Regions from separate parts of the Mus musculus genome. Here region 1 is linked to region 2. Evidence: chromatin contacts called from public promoter capture Hi-C data. All regions are on one chromosome and are shown on one strand. The core of a region is the stretch at or near the end of the contact, and the rest is flanking DNA. Distances in the headings are between cores, read along the strand shown. Region 1 holds the start of Uhrf2 (ubiquitin-like, containing PHD and RING finger domains 2). Region 2 holds the start of Il33 (interleukin 33).

Region 1 (6,451 bases), core at 3,639-6,138, 110 kb after region 2:
ATCTGTTTTCTTAACTTCAGTTTCTCCCACTGCTGCCACCAAACAGTGGCAAATCATTTGTGCTAATTTTAATGATGGAGGAAGGAAGCAAGAAGGAAGAAAAAGAAGGGGTGCAGGAAAAGGGAGTCGATGTGACAAAGCTGACTTTACTCACTAAGCTGAGTAAGGTGCACAGCAGCCCAGTGCTGCGGCCCTCTCTAGGACAGACACCTTAGCTTGGAATTGTGGTCAGGAAAACGAAGGGTAGGAAATGACTTGCCGGTTCCCTCCCAATTTCCATCTCTCCTTAGTCATCTTTGCCTCCTGTACAATGGTACATCCTTACCCACTGGATCCAGATGAGTAAGGTGGGACCCGAGAGCTCTTGCCACAAGCATCCGAGAACCCTGGGGTTCAGGGAGTGATGTGCACATATGGAGGTGTAAGAGCTAGGATTGGTACGGCCGTTAAAACAAATGGGAAGCCGGCATTATCTCTATGAGAGCTGTGCAAATTTGGTGGCAAGCCTGTTTACCCACTAAGCTGTCTCTCCAGACACATACACACACACACACACACACACACACACACACACACACACACACACACACAACTAGTCCACAGATTAAGACAGATCTTTTAAAAGGAGGGTGTTGCATCCAAAATATGCTCCTTGAGGGTTGCAATTATTGTGATTGCTCATGGGAGAAAAATGATGGGTGAGAAAGGGAATATGGTCCAGGGGCTTGGATGTGGCTTGATGGCAGAGCACCGTCCTACCAGAAGGGCCTGGAGTCCACCCAGCACCCCTGAGGGAATAACATTGGTTGAAATTGATGCCCATATTATGCAGTGCTAGCAAATATGCCAAATGAAATTTAATTGTCAAAAAGGAAAGAAAGAAAGAAAGAAAGAAAGAAAGAAAGAAAGAAAGAAAGAAAGAAAGAAAGGAAGGAAGGAAGGAAGAAAAGAGAGAGAGAGAGAAAAGAAAGAAAAGAAATTCAGAGAGAGTAAGTGTGGTGTGGCAGACAGCATGCCCTTGTCAGAGGTTGCTCAGTGTATGAGGTTGTTTGACACCAAGCTTGATGACTGAGTCCAGGCTCACATGTTAGAAAGAAAGAGCCAACTCCAGCTGGTGAGGAAGGAGTGTTCTCTTAATTCCACGTGTATGCTATAACACACATACAAAATAAATAAATGTAAATAGAGTAACATCGAACAGAATGGTCTTAGAAATCGGATGTGGACTCATTTGTGTCCTCTCCTCTATTTTTACATATTAGTATATTGTCGGTCCACATCTGCTCTGCCACAGGCACAGCCTCCTGGGGAGGCAGAATGCTGGGAGTTTGACTCTGCTTGCCCCACAATGCTGTCGGGGTGGGTGCTGGGCTGTTTGGAATCACTAAGTCACTGCTCTGGGGGTGGGAAAGCACAGTCTTGTGGGGAAGCTGGAGCTGGCTCAGGCGTCCCTGGGTCTGTGATGAGGCCAGGGCCATGGGGTTCTCAGACTCTTGGACATCCAGGAGCTGCTGGAAATCGCAGAAGATCAGAAAATGGAGTTGGGGACTCACTGGCTGGGGATGGGGGGGCAGTGTCTAGTGAGGGGGAGATAAGGGAAGTGGGGAGGGGAGCCCTGGCTTGTCCCCGTGGGTGATTGTACTTCGTTTAGCAGTGGCAGTCTTGGTGGAGATAGTGGCTAGGAGCGCAAAGAAACCTTCTATGGCGAGAATAAAGCTGCAGCTCTGTAGACAAAGGCCTTCCCCAGGTTCCTCATGGCAGATTTGACAAGAGACGGTCATGGTTCCAAACACTTTATTGCTTGTTCATGGTGGAAAATGGATGCATAATGTACCATAATGCATTTACCACTTTTCAGGGTAGGCCTGAGATTAAATACCTTTTGCAGAGAGGAATATCCAGGAAGGGAAGCTTATTGGCTAAGCCCTCAGGGCCTCTAGGTACCTCATTAGCATGGAGAACTCTGTTTGGAGCCTATGCGACCTTAGGACTCATTTCTTTTATGTGAGAAGCATGGCACATGCTCCAGCCCAGGAGTCTGACAGGGAGCAGGAAGTCGCCTAAATCTCAGGTGTGTCGCCCCCTCCCACCCCCAACCCGAGTCTCCAGGTTTCAGCCTGCTCTACTTTACCAAACTTCCTGGCATGATTTTACGTCCCACAATTTATGTCCCACGGCATATTAAAATTAATGTTTTGAAATCTAGCTCCTCGTATGACAATGTATGGAGATAGAGGCTTTAATGAGACAAGGTTACATAAAGTTGTTAGGATGGGTCCTAATCCAATATGGCTGCTATCCATGTTAGAAGAGAGCAAGACCTGGGAACCTTGCTGTTTTGAACACAACTAACCTATGACAGAGAGGTAGACATGTGAGTGGTGTCTTAAAAAAAAAGTTTATTGTTCTCACATAATGGGAGGATATGAAATTGGATACAATCCTAGCATGATGCAATGGATTTGAGAACAGTCAGGGTTACATGAGATTTTCAAATAAGCAAGAAAGAATGAAGACCAAAGAACAATAACAACAAAAGCCTTTAACCAGACCAAAGTCTTACACTGGGCTTTCTTCCTGATTAATCTCTAAGAGAGCAGCAGAAACATCCTTTGTGGCATCTCTGTGCAGATCAGCCCTAAGAACAGGGAAGTGATTGATACTTTCATTTATACCAGCAATAGGCAGAAGATAAACCCCTACTTTTTCTTAAGAGGATCTCTAACTGTGGAATTGTAAGCATATAAAAATGTAACATATGAGCAAACGGTAAATGTTCAAACCCCGCCCGCCCCCCCCCCCCCAGCTGACATGGTCAACTCTTCAGGTTATAACTTCCCACCCAATATCCCCTTATTCTCTTCCCTATCCGTACCACCTATTTCTCTCTCTCTCTTTTTTTTTTAAGATTTATTTATTTATTATATGTAAGTACATTGTAGCTGTCTTCAGACACACCAGAAGAGGGCATCAGATCTCATTACGGGTGGTTGTGAGCCACCATGTGGTTGCTGGGATTTGAACTTCGGACCTTCGGAAGAGCAGTCGGGTGCTCTTATCCACTGAGCCATCTCACCAGCCCCCCCCACCTATTTCTCTATTCGCCAAAATGTAGGCATCTCTATCAAGCCAAAAGACTTTCCTCCTCTCAGAAACTCCTTCTTCCCTTCACTCTCTTAGACAGTTCTTTTCAACTACCAGGCATCTCCACTGTAGGCACATTTGAGATATATTTCAAATGCCACACAACTCAAATGGAACTCATTCCATTTTCTTCCCTTTTCACATTCACAAATTCTACAACTTTCAGGAGCTGGGTTTCCTAGAACACTCAACAATTTATTCTTCTCACTATCTCTAATTTTTCCAAAATGGACAACAGTTGGCTCTTGGCTAAATTTCAGCCTCTCTCACCTTCCCACAGCTTGCTTTTTTCCCTAAGGCCTCCTTCCGCACTCTGTTCTATTGTCATTCTAAATACTTAAACACATCAATGCACATTTCAAAAAGCCCAGGTTTCCCCGGGAGGCCTACAAAAGTCTTTGAATGCTAATGTTCACACTTGCCCTTCATTATTTAGTCAACCTCTCTCAGAAGTGTAGTGTCTTCTGATGTGTGAAAATGCACTCCCAGTCTTTGCTTAAGCACCCTATCTTCTTTGAATATTCCCAGTTTATCTAAATTCTCTTAATAACAAAAGCTCTAAAATACCTTCTTGTGTGCTACTAAGGGAGTGGCAAGGAAGCTAACATTCCCTCGGTGTTTATGAGCACTATTTTACCTGGAGGAAATTGAAGCAGTTTGTTCAAGATCACAGTTAAACAGAAAGACTGCAATTCTCGCGCGTCCCAACCCGTGAGCCCAAGACTCAAGGCTTCAGACTGCAGCACACCGTTGGCAGTGCACCACGAATAACAGCCCGAGACCCTAGCATATCCTTGTAACAACAAATAGTTGATCCCTTCATGGGTCAGATTAGATGTTCTCAGATGTATCTGTTGCCTTATCAACTAAATGTTTTAGTTAACTAGGAAGCTGTCGAGGTAACTTAGAGGCTCTAGGTATATATATATATATTCATATCTCGAGCTGACGCACATTTCACTCTTCCTGTATTTCCATTTAGGCCATCTTGACTAATCAATTTGGTTGTTACAAAGTTGTGCCTCTTATCCTCATGGGAATGATTAGTACTGACATTACGGATACCGGTGAATGTAAGATAATGCGTTTGCTTTGCTTTCTCTCTTAAGTCTTCCATTTTTGGATGGGTCCCCTGAGTGTGGGGGCCGTATCCCGCCCTGGGATCTCCGGATTTTTGGATCGGAGGTGTACAGTCCTGCAAAGCCAGGATCCCTGCGGCTAAAGGCGCCCTTAGCGCAGAAGGCCCACTCGGTCAGGTCCAGCTCCCGCTCCGGCTCTCCGGTCGGGAAACGTGGGTGCGAGGCCTCTGCCCTGGGGCCTCCCGGAAGCGGGTTTCCTCGGCGGGAAGCACGTCCATCAAGCCGACGCGCCCCGGGAGAGGCCGCGTGGCGGGCGCACACCCTGGTGTGAAGTCTCGGGAACGTAGGCTGCATCCCCATTTCTTGCTCACGCCAGCGCGCAGCACGGCTAGCTATTGTTCGTGCGTTTTTGAGACCATGGAGTCTAGGCCTCAGGAGACTGCGAGGTGACCAACGACAACGAGGGCACAGGGCGAGCTGGCCTCGGCGAGCCTGCCCAACCCCGCCCTCCTCCGAGTAACGGCTCTGGAGGCCCCGCCCCCTCCCATATTAGCGCCCCCCAGGCTGTGCGTGGGGCGGAGCCCCGCGTGGATCTCGCGAGATCCGGGTTGGCGCCGTGACCTCCATGTGGGAGCTGCATCTCTATAAGTAAACAGTGCGCGCCGCCGAGCCATGGCTCCTTCCTATTTGTGAGGCGCGGGCTGCGCTCGCACCTCGGGCGGGTTCCGGTTTCCTTCCACCGAGGAGGGGCGGGCGGGCGGTCGCGCGGTCTAAGAGCGTCAGTCCTCGCCCGCACCCGCGTTCGCCGAGTCGCCGCCGCAGAGAACCGGATCCTCCCGGGGAGGCGGCGGGGACCGGGCGGGGCGCGGCGCGGCGGCCCGAGCGCAGGGCCAGACAAAGGGGCTTGGTCCCCTGTCCCCGTGCCGCCGCGATGTGGATCCAGGTCCGCACCATCGACGGCTCCCAGACGCGCACCATCGAGGACGTTTCTCGCAAAGCCACCATCGAGGAGCTGCGCGAGCGGGTCTGGGCGCTCTTCGATGTAAGGCCCGAGTGCCAGCGCCTGTTCTACCGGGGCAAGCAGGTGAGGCGCCCCGCGGGGAGCCCGGGCGCGAGCAGCCGGCGCCCCGGGACGAGGCTGGGTGTCCAGGGCTGCGCCCCGCTGTGCTCGGGATGGGCCGCTGGCGGGGCGCGGGATGCGGGGCCTGGAGCTCGGGCCTGCGGCTGCCCCCCCCCTCCCCCCAAGCGCGCCTAGCGGGTCGGAAGGTGCGGGACGCGGTGTTGTCGCTGGCAGCGGCCACGGACATAGCCTCCGAGGGTCCTGGGGGATCCTCTTCCCGCCTTTGGGGGGGGGGGGGATCGGAGCCTGGAAAGGCAACAGGCTCCGGCAGCCATGCCGGGGCGCGGGAGGGACGAGCTGGCTTTATTCGCAGCGCCGTCTCCGACTCCTCTAAGGACTTGCTTCTTTTCCGTGCCCCCGGCTCCTAGATGCGACGTGGAAAGGGAAGCACCTTATCCCTGTTTCCTCACTAGAAGGATTTGAACACTGAACATCGGAACGGTGGTAGAATGCGTGCCCCTCCTTCCTTGTCGTCAGTCTCAGACTGGGGATTTGTTCTGTAAAAGATCAGAGACCTCTAATTTAAGGAACGATGTTTGTAACCTGAAGTCGGGTTTAAGTCTGTTGAATATACGGACAGATTATTTCCCCATAAACTTTACCTCTCATCTTTGTGTGTCCCCTAAGTTCGGGCTTTCAACTCAAACCTTTCAGCATAATCAGCAGTAATTCAAAAAAAGCCAGAAAGTTGTGTTGGGCCACAAGGGTGCTTGTGGGCATCTCCGTTAATTTTAAGTAAGGCTCTGCCTGATGAGGCTAAGACGTTTCCTATCCAGTAAGTCTCAGAGTCTTATGATTAGACACCCAGACCCACATTGTTTTTCTTGCCTTTGTCTTTAGTCCACTAAAAAAGTTGGCATCCTGCAGTCAGTTGACCACAGTTTGGCTCCAGTCCTGAGTTTTGAATTAAGTGCAGTTCTCTCTGATTCGATGGAAGTAGCCTATAAGCCACAAAGGGTTTAGAAGGAATATTTTTGTTCCCTTTACAGATTTACAACTTCTCAGACTGGTCAAAATTTTCTAAGTAACAGATTATACAACCGGCAAGAAAAAGCCAGGGTTTTGGTAAAGTGTTTGGAAGGCCTCTGACAGAAAACCTGTAGCACTT
Region 2 (6,493 bases), core at 3,174-5,673:
AGCCTCACTTCCTAGGCTGCCCTTGTGGAAAGGCTCTTTCAGGCAAGGTGACAGTGTTTAGTAAGCTTTCATTGAATTATGGGTTGCAGAAGCAAACTGATGCTTACAGTAAGTTCTGTCTCTTGTACACAGAGTCAAGGGTAGTGACACATCTGTGGTTCTCTGGCTTAGCAATGAGTGTGGGATTCAAAGCCCATAAACACTTCTTCTTATCAAGGGACTCCAGCTGATGGGTAGTCACTCCTGGAACAGATCCGATGGGAGAAAAGTCAACGTGTTTCTTTGCACCTCTCTCCTTACCAGGCCTCAATAGGAAAGTGGTATTTTCCAGTTTTTAGGTGGAGATAATTGTGAGCCTTAGGAGACATACTCTTGGGGTTAACAGATTAAGGAGAAACGACTATGGCTCTCTCGAGTCACTTAGTACCTATTTAAAAATAGCACAACACGATGATAATACTATTTATTGCATTGTTGAAATGGAGTAAACCAGAGCTGGAGAGATGGCCCAGCACTTAAGAATAGCTGCTGCTCTAGCAAAGGACCCAGGTTCAGTTCCCAGTCACCTGCAACTCTCTTCCAGAGGATCGGATACCTGTTCTGATCTGCACACTGGTGCACATACATGAACCCTTGTTCACACACATGTATATAAAATATTTTGTTTAATTAAGAAGAAAATGAGGAAATTTTGCACACTCTATAAGGTACAATGGTTTACACTGTGGTGGGGCTCAGGAAATAAAGGGATGGGATTAGGGATTGCAGGCATTGTCAGTGCCTCTGTACGAGTGGGTGGGATGGGAAGCAATCCACATTCTGCATGTGCGTTTCCCAGAACATTCCTTAGGTGTGGGGCACAGTGGGACATCTTGATGGATTGGAAGGTTGGTGTTTCTTCTGCGAAACTCTAGGGTCTGGAAGCCTCCCAAAACGAAAGGACTTGAAGCAATGGTGTTTGTCTAACATCTGGAGGTTGGCACACATGGTAGTTTTGGTTTTATCTTAGGGTCTGATATGGTGGGATACCTTTTCAATCCCAGCAGGGATGACCTCTGTGAGTTCCAGGACAGACACTATCTCAAACAAAAAAAAAAAAAAAAAAAAAAAAAAAAAGTCTTAGAAAATGTTTGCGGTTCTGGGAAAGGTCTGAGACCTGCTAAGCCAAGCTAAACTTGTCAGATGCATGGAATCTCTTCTCTGGGCAGCGCTGTCTGGGTTCTAATGAATAGAGATAGGGATGTGGCCTCAAATATTTCCCAAATCAGGACAGAAAGATGGGAAAAGTGAAGAAGTGACTGATTTGTTTGATCTGGTTTGTATTTCTCAGTGGTGAAAATAAAGTATTCAAACACAACTAAAAACATGTTATGAAGACTGCTTACAGAGAAATGCTCATTTTTTTTCTGAGAGATTCAACTCAGAAAAGAGTACTAAATCGCAGCAAACCATGTTCACTCAGAGCCAAAGTGCATATGACCTTTGAGTTGAATATATCGATGCCTATAGACCTGAATGGTACACTTAATAAACCATTTCAGAATTTCATTTACAAAAGGAAATTCCATATGCAAAGAGAAATTAAGTCAACTGGCCTCCCACAGTTTAAAGTTAATTTTATAACATTAGGTTTTTGTTTAAGTTTTAACCTTTGCTTCATCTCTAAACCTGGATGGAAAATAAACTCTTCAAGCCTGTGGTTCTCAACCTGTGGGTCTCCACCCCATAGGGGTTGAACAACCCTTGCACAGGGGTCACCTAGGACCACTGGAAAGCACAGATATTTACGTTATGATTCACAACAGTAGCAAAATTGCATTTATGAAGTAGCAACAAAGATGATTTTATGGTTGGGGAGTCAACCATGACACAAGCAACTGTCATTTAAGGGTAGCAGCAATAAGAAGGTTGAGAAGATCTCCTTTAAGCAATTTAACTTTAAAAGATATAAAATCATATCCATGGGTATTGTTAAGTCTCATCTGTCTTTCCAAATATCTCTGCTTATGTCCTTATTAACCCCAACTCTGCTATATAGTGATTCAACCTGAACTTATTTCCTACAGTGTAAATCAAGATCCCAACCGCTGTTGGGGTGGGGTCCCCTAAGTGGGAACCTCCGCAGGCTATAGACAGCAGCACCACACTAGTCTCCTGCTGCCACTAATAGCTCCCATTTCAGAATCATTGTGGCTTATGGATTATCTTTGTGGGCACTAACATGGAGAACTAAGAGAGGGACAGTGAGCCATGTCCGTGACTCCCACAAGGCAAATGCTGGGCTCATCAGTGGCCTTGACCCCATTCACTTGGCAGACCACACTTCCTTTCCTAGTTATGTTCTTTGTCACAGCACAGAGTGAATGAGCAAAGAGGTTGGGAATGATGACGTCCCCAGATGGGTAACTGTCTGACGGTCAGGGGTTTTTTTCTACTCACTAGCGCATGATTCAGTAGGCTGAAGCCTGCCTGGTGAATAACGGTTACTGAGAGAACCCCGCCCAGGAGCCACTTCTATTCTCTCTATATCATTTCCACTGTTCATTGGTGGGCAAACTGGAGAAGATTTCACTAACCGTTTGCTTAAGTATTGAAGCAAGCCACAGTCATCCATCAGATGGAGCACAGGGTCCCCAATGAAGGAGCTAGAGAAAGGACCCAAGGAGCTGAAGGGGTTTGCAGCCCCATAGGAGGAACATCAATATGAACTAACCAGTACCCCCAGAGCTCCTTGGGACTAAACCACCAACCAAAGAAAACACACGAAGGGATTTGTGACTCTAGCTGCATATGTAGCAGAGAATGGCCTAGTCGGTCATCAATGGGAGGAGAGGCCCTTGGTCCTGTGAAGGTTCTATGCCCCAGTATAGGGGAATGCCAGGGCCAGGAATGGGAGTGGGTGGATTGGGGAGCAGGGAAAGGGGATAGGGGATTTTCAGAAGGGAAACTAGGAAAGAGGATAACATTTAAAATGTAAATAAAGAAAATATCTAATAAAAAAATAATCCATACTACTGAAAAAAAAAAGGATTGTCGCAAGCGCACTGACATTTTCATTTTAAAATTGAGTTATGGGACATGTAACTTACTCTTCCTACCACGTGGGGAGGGTAGTCACTCTGTGAATGGCCTCAATCTGTCTCTTAGCTTCTCCCCGCTCTGTTCTCTCAACCCAATCACATCTCGACAGGTATTCCTGTTCCTCTCTTAAGACATGCCGCCCTCCACTTGCCACCGTACAGTGCACATTCCCCCGAGTCCATCCAGTCTGGCTCTGGCTGCCTGTCTCTAGGGATCTGTTTCTGATGCTGCTTAGTGGCTAAGGGGAAGGAGCATTGGTCCTTTGGAAAGGGCAAGGAAGTTGGCTCTGTTTCAACTCCACATCAGTCTTGTTGCAATGAAGTTTCTATGCAAGAAGGCAAATGCTACTTATCCCTAGAAGCATGTCTTTATTATTTTTTTTTCTTCAAGCTACCTTGTTTGGTCTATGTGGGAACTACAGATTTTTATTGTCCTGGTGGTGACTTTACATCATATGAAGTACCTTAGTCTAGTTCTCCTAAAGGATTTTTGTTTCTTATTTCCTCATGTGGACTCTTCAAACCACTAGTGTTTCCTTTCCTTTATCATCATCAATCATTTAGTAGGTTAATTGTTCTGTGGTCAGAGTAGGGAGGCAGGTCAGCTATGTTGAGGTACATGGAGCTCTGAGAGTTTCTATCTGTAGATAAGCTCCCTATTTCTGATGTGCCACAGGGAACGATTTTATTATAAAAGAAATTGAAAGAAAAAAAAAGTGACATCTTCATGAAGGTTGCAAAATAAGCCAGGGGTGAAAGTGAAATAAAAAACCAGAAGACTGTCCATAAAGGAATGCTGAAGGTCAGGCTTGGGAGTTTAACTTACCATGAGCCCAACTGTGAAGGTGAGGGGCAGAGGAGCTGGGACATGACGATGGGGGAGGGCTGTATGTGAGCTAATTCTGCTATGAGTCTGGGAGGAAAGGGGCCACAAAATCCATCATTTGGAAGTTAAAATTTACAACCAAGACAGAGGAGGAGAACAGGTGCGCTGACCAGCCCTGTCAGGTGTCAACAGACGGCAGCCCCAGCCCTGGAGGCTAAGGCAAGAAGATCATGAATTAAGAGGCCAGCCTAGGCTACATAGCAAGACCTCATCCTTCACTACCACTCACCCCCAACACACATAAAAAATCAAGATATAAAGGAAAGGTAGAGGGGAGGCATAAATCAGTCTTAGATGTTTACAGAACGATAACAGTAACATTGGCAGGAATGCTATTAGCTTATTGCAAAGAAGTGAGAAAAGTTGGCCCCGATCCTGCCTCCCACAGCTCTCTTCCTAGACTGTTTGGTTCTCTGCCAAGTTCTGGGGAATAAAAAGCCCAAGGCGCTCTGCGAGGAAGAGGAACTGCAGCTGCAGAAGGGAGAAATCACGGCAGAATCATCGAGGTAAGACTGAGACCAAAACCGAGGGAAATGTCTAGTGGGTTTTGCAAAGAAAAAAAATCTTAGGACCTGTGGAGCACCCCTCCCTTCTTATTTCTGAGAAATAAATCACTAGGCTGGTTTGTTGTCATTGCTACTAACTCATGATGACATTTGCTTTCATCTGGGTGATGTTTAAAATTATTAATAAATTGCATGATGTAGACAGTGTTAGCCTTTAAATCTACACCGCCGTGAAACTTTACAAAGCAAGATGGTAATCTGACTTCCTCCGTTAATGCTCAGCAACTCTCTGCAAGTGGCTGTCAGTAAAAAAAGGGACACAGAAGAACTGAGTACAGAGCATTTCTGGAAAAAATAAGGAATCAACTGTCTAAATGGATAAAAAAAATTTTAAAACTCAATTGTGATTCTATTCACTTGAGAAACTTTGTTCTGAAGGCTGCTGGTCCTTTATGCTCCTGGCAATTTTTCTTCCTCATATTTTCCTCTCCTCTGTATGTCAGTGGTTCTCAACCTTCCTAATGCTGTGACTCTTCAATAGATCTTCATGCGCTGGTGACCCTAGACCAGAAAATTATTTCATTGCTACTTCATAACCGAAAGTTTTGCTACTGTTATGAGTGGTAATGTAAACATCTGAAATGCAGGATATCTGATATGCAGGATATCTGATATGCAGGATATCTGATATGCAGGATATCTGATATAAATCCCTGTGACTCCCAATGGGGTCTCCATCCACTGATTGAGACCCACTACTCTAACTGCATGCATGTGCTTCAGATATTTTAGTAAAGAACACAGCATGAAATACCTTATACTGTGGTCACGCAGGAGCCAGAGACTGCATCTGGCTGTCTGTCTTCCCAGTCTGCTTTCCACCTGTGTCTGCTTCCTCAAGTCATCCTTGCTTGCTACTGTGGTCCACCACTGGGTCCAGCATCCCGGAAAACTGTTTTTCACTTTTGTCTTTCAAATCCTTGTTGCTCCTCTTCTGATTTCCTCCCGGATGACACACAGCTCTGTGTTCCAAACATCTCAGCATCCTCTGGTTTCTCAGAGTTAGGGGCCCCTGAGCCTTGTCACACAGGAAGAGTATCCTTAAACAGTTAAGCATGCCTGCGTAGCTTGCACTGTTGCCCGCCCGCCTGGCTCAAGTTTCACGTTTTCTCCGTTCTTCTCTGAGAGGTTCTGGGATCTCCCATGCAACTGTGAGCAGCAGTAACTTCTGACTTCCTCTGGCACCTAGATGCTATTTCTTTGGATCACTGTTTACAGTGTGTACTTCACATTTACACAGAAAATAATTCCATGGTGAGCTTTAACTTTCATGTATGGGTCGAGAGAGGGTTGGGAGTAGATAAAAAGGTGACAGATTAGGACTGCTACCACGGGGTCTGCCAAGGGACACAGGAAAAGAACTTCGTGAGCAGCTTCTGGGAATGGGAGTATTGTTAATGCTCTATCCATAAATTAAATCACTGGAAGGAGACACCACAGAAACACAGTGCTGGGAGGGAATAAATATGTGCTCGGGAACGTTTATGCTAAGGGAGTCTGATCATGTGTTTTCTGTCTTGTGTTTTACATGAGTCTGACTTTGGCAAAAATCAATGCATTGTAACAGTTGACACGTTTGCAAACATTGTACGTACAAGGTTAGGGGACAGACTTCCCCCTTTGAGCCTCAATTTGCAGAAGGGACAGTTAGATACTGCAAGGTCAAATACGAACTCCTCAAATGGTAGAACTGTAATTCTGTGGAGCAATGAAAAATGATGGTTGGGTCAAAGGCTTCAGGGTCGTGGTAGGATCTCTTATCTCAGCGTTTCCTTGCCGTTTCTCAGGTGTCGATGTCTGGGTGCAAAAGAACTTTGTTGTTGTTGTTGTTGTTGTTGTTGTTTTATGGTGCTGTGACTCAAACCCAAGGCTTTGGACATACTAGATAAGCATGCTTCCACTGAACTGTCTCTCCAGGCTGCAACAGGCGCGTCTAAGGGAACAGTCCTTACAGGGCAGGC

The links. Capture Hi-C pulls out chosen DNA fragments and counts their contacts.
Region 1: a contact with region 2 is called in a promoter capture Hi-C map of liver. A contact is called at or near these places in 1 of 39 promoter capture datasets (macrophages), 3 of 484 Hi-C or Micro-C datasets (forebrain, nephron progenitors and uterus), 5 of 130 datasets of targeted methods (the 230-238 cell line, bone marrow-derived macrophages, embryonic stem cells and 1 more) and 3 of 9 other capture datasets (adipose tissue, liver and pancreatic islet).

The regions. Positions count from the first base shown.
Region 1 is chr19:30,025,625-30,032,075 of GRCm38.p6, forward strand. It overlaps Uhrf2 (ubiquitin-like, containing PHD and RING finger domains 2), which reads left to right and starts at 4,889. Exons shown (of 16, transcript NM_144873.2): 1 at 4,889-5,307. The coding sequence starts at 5,155.
Region 2 is chr19:29,920,690-29,927,182 of GRCm38.p6, forward strand. It overlaps Il33 (interleukin 33), which reads left to right and starts at 4,424. Exons shown (of 8, transcript NM_133775.3): 1 at 4,424-4,472. It overlaps Gm41832 (a long non-coding RNA gene), which reads right to left and starts at 6,355. Exons shown (of 5, transcript XR_877808.2): 1 at 5,287-6,355.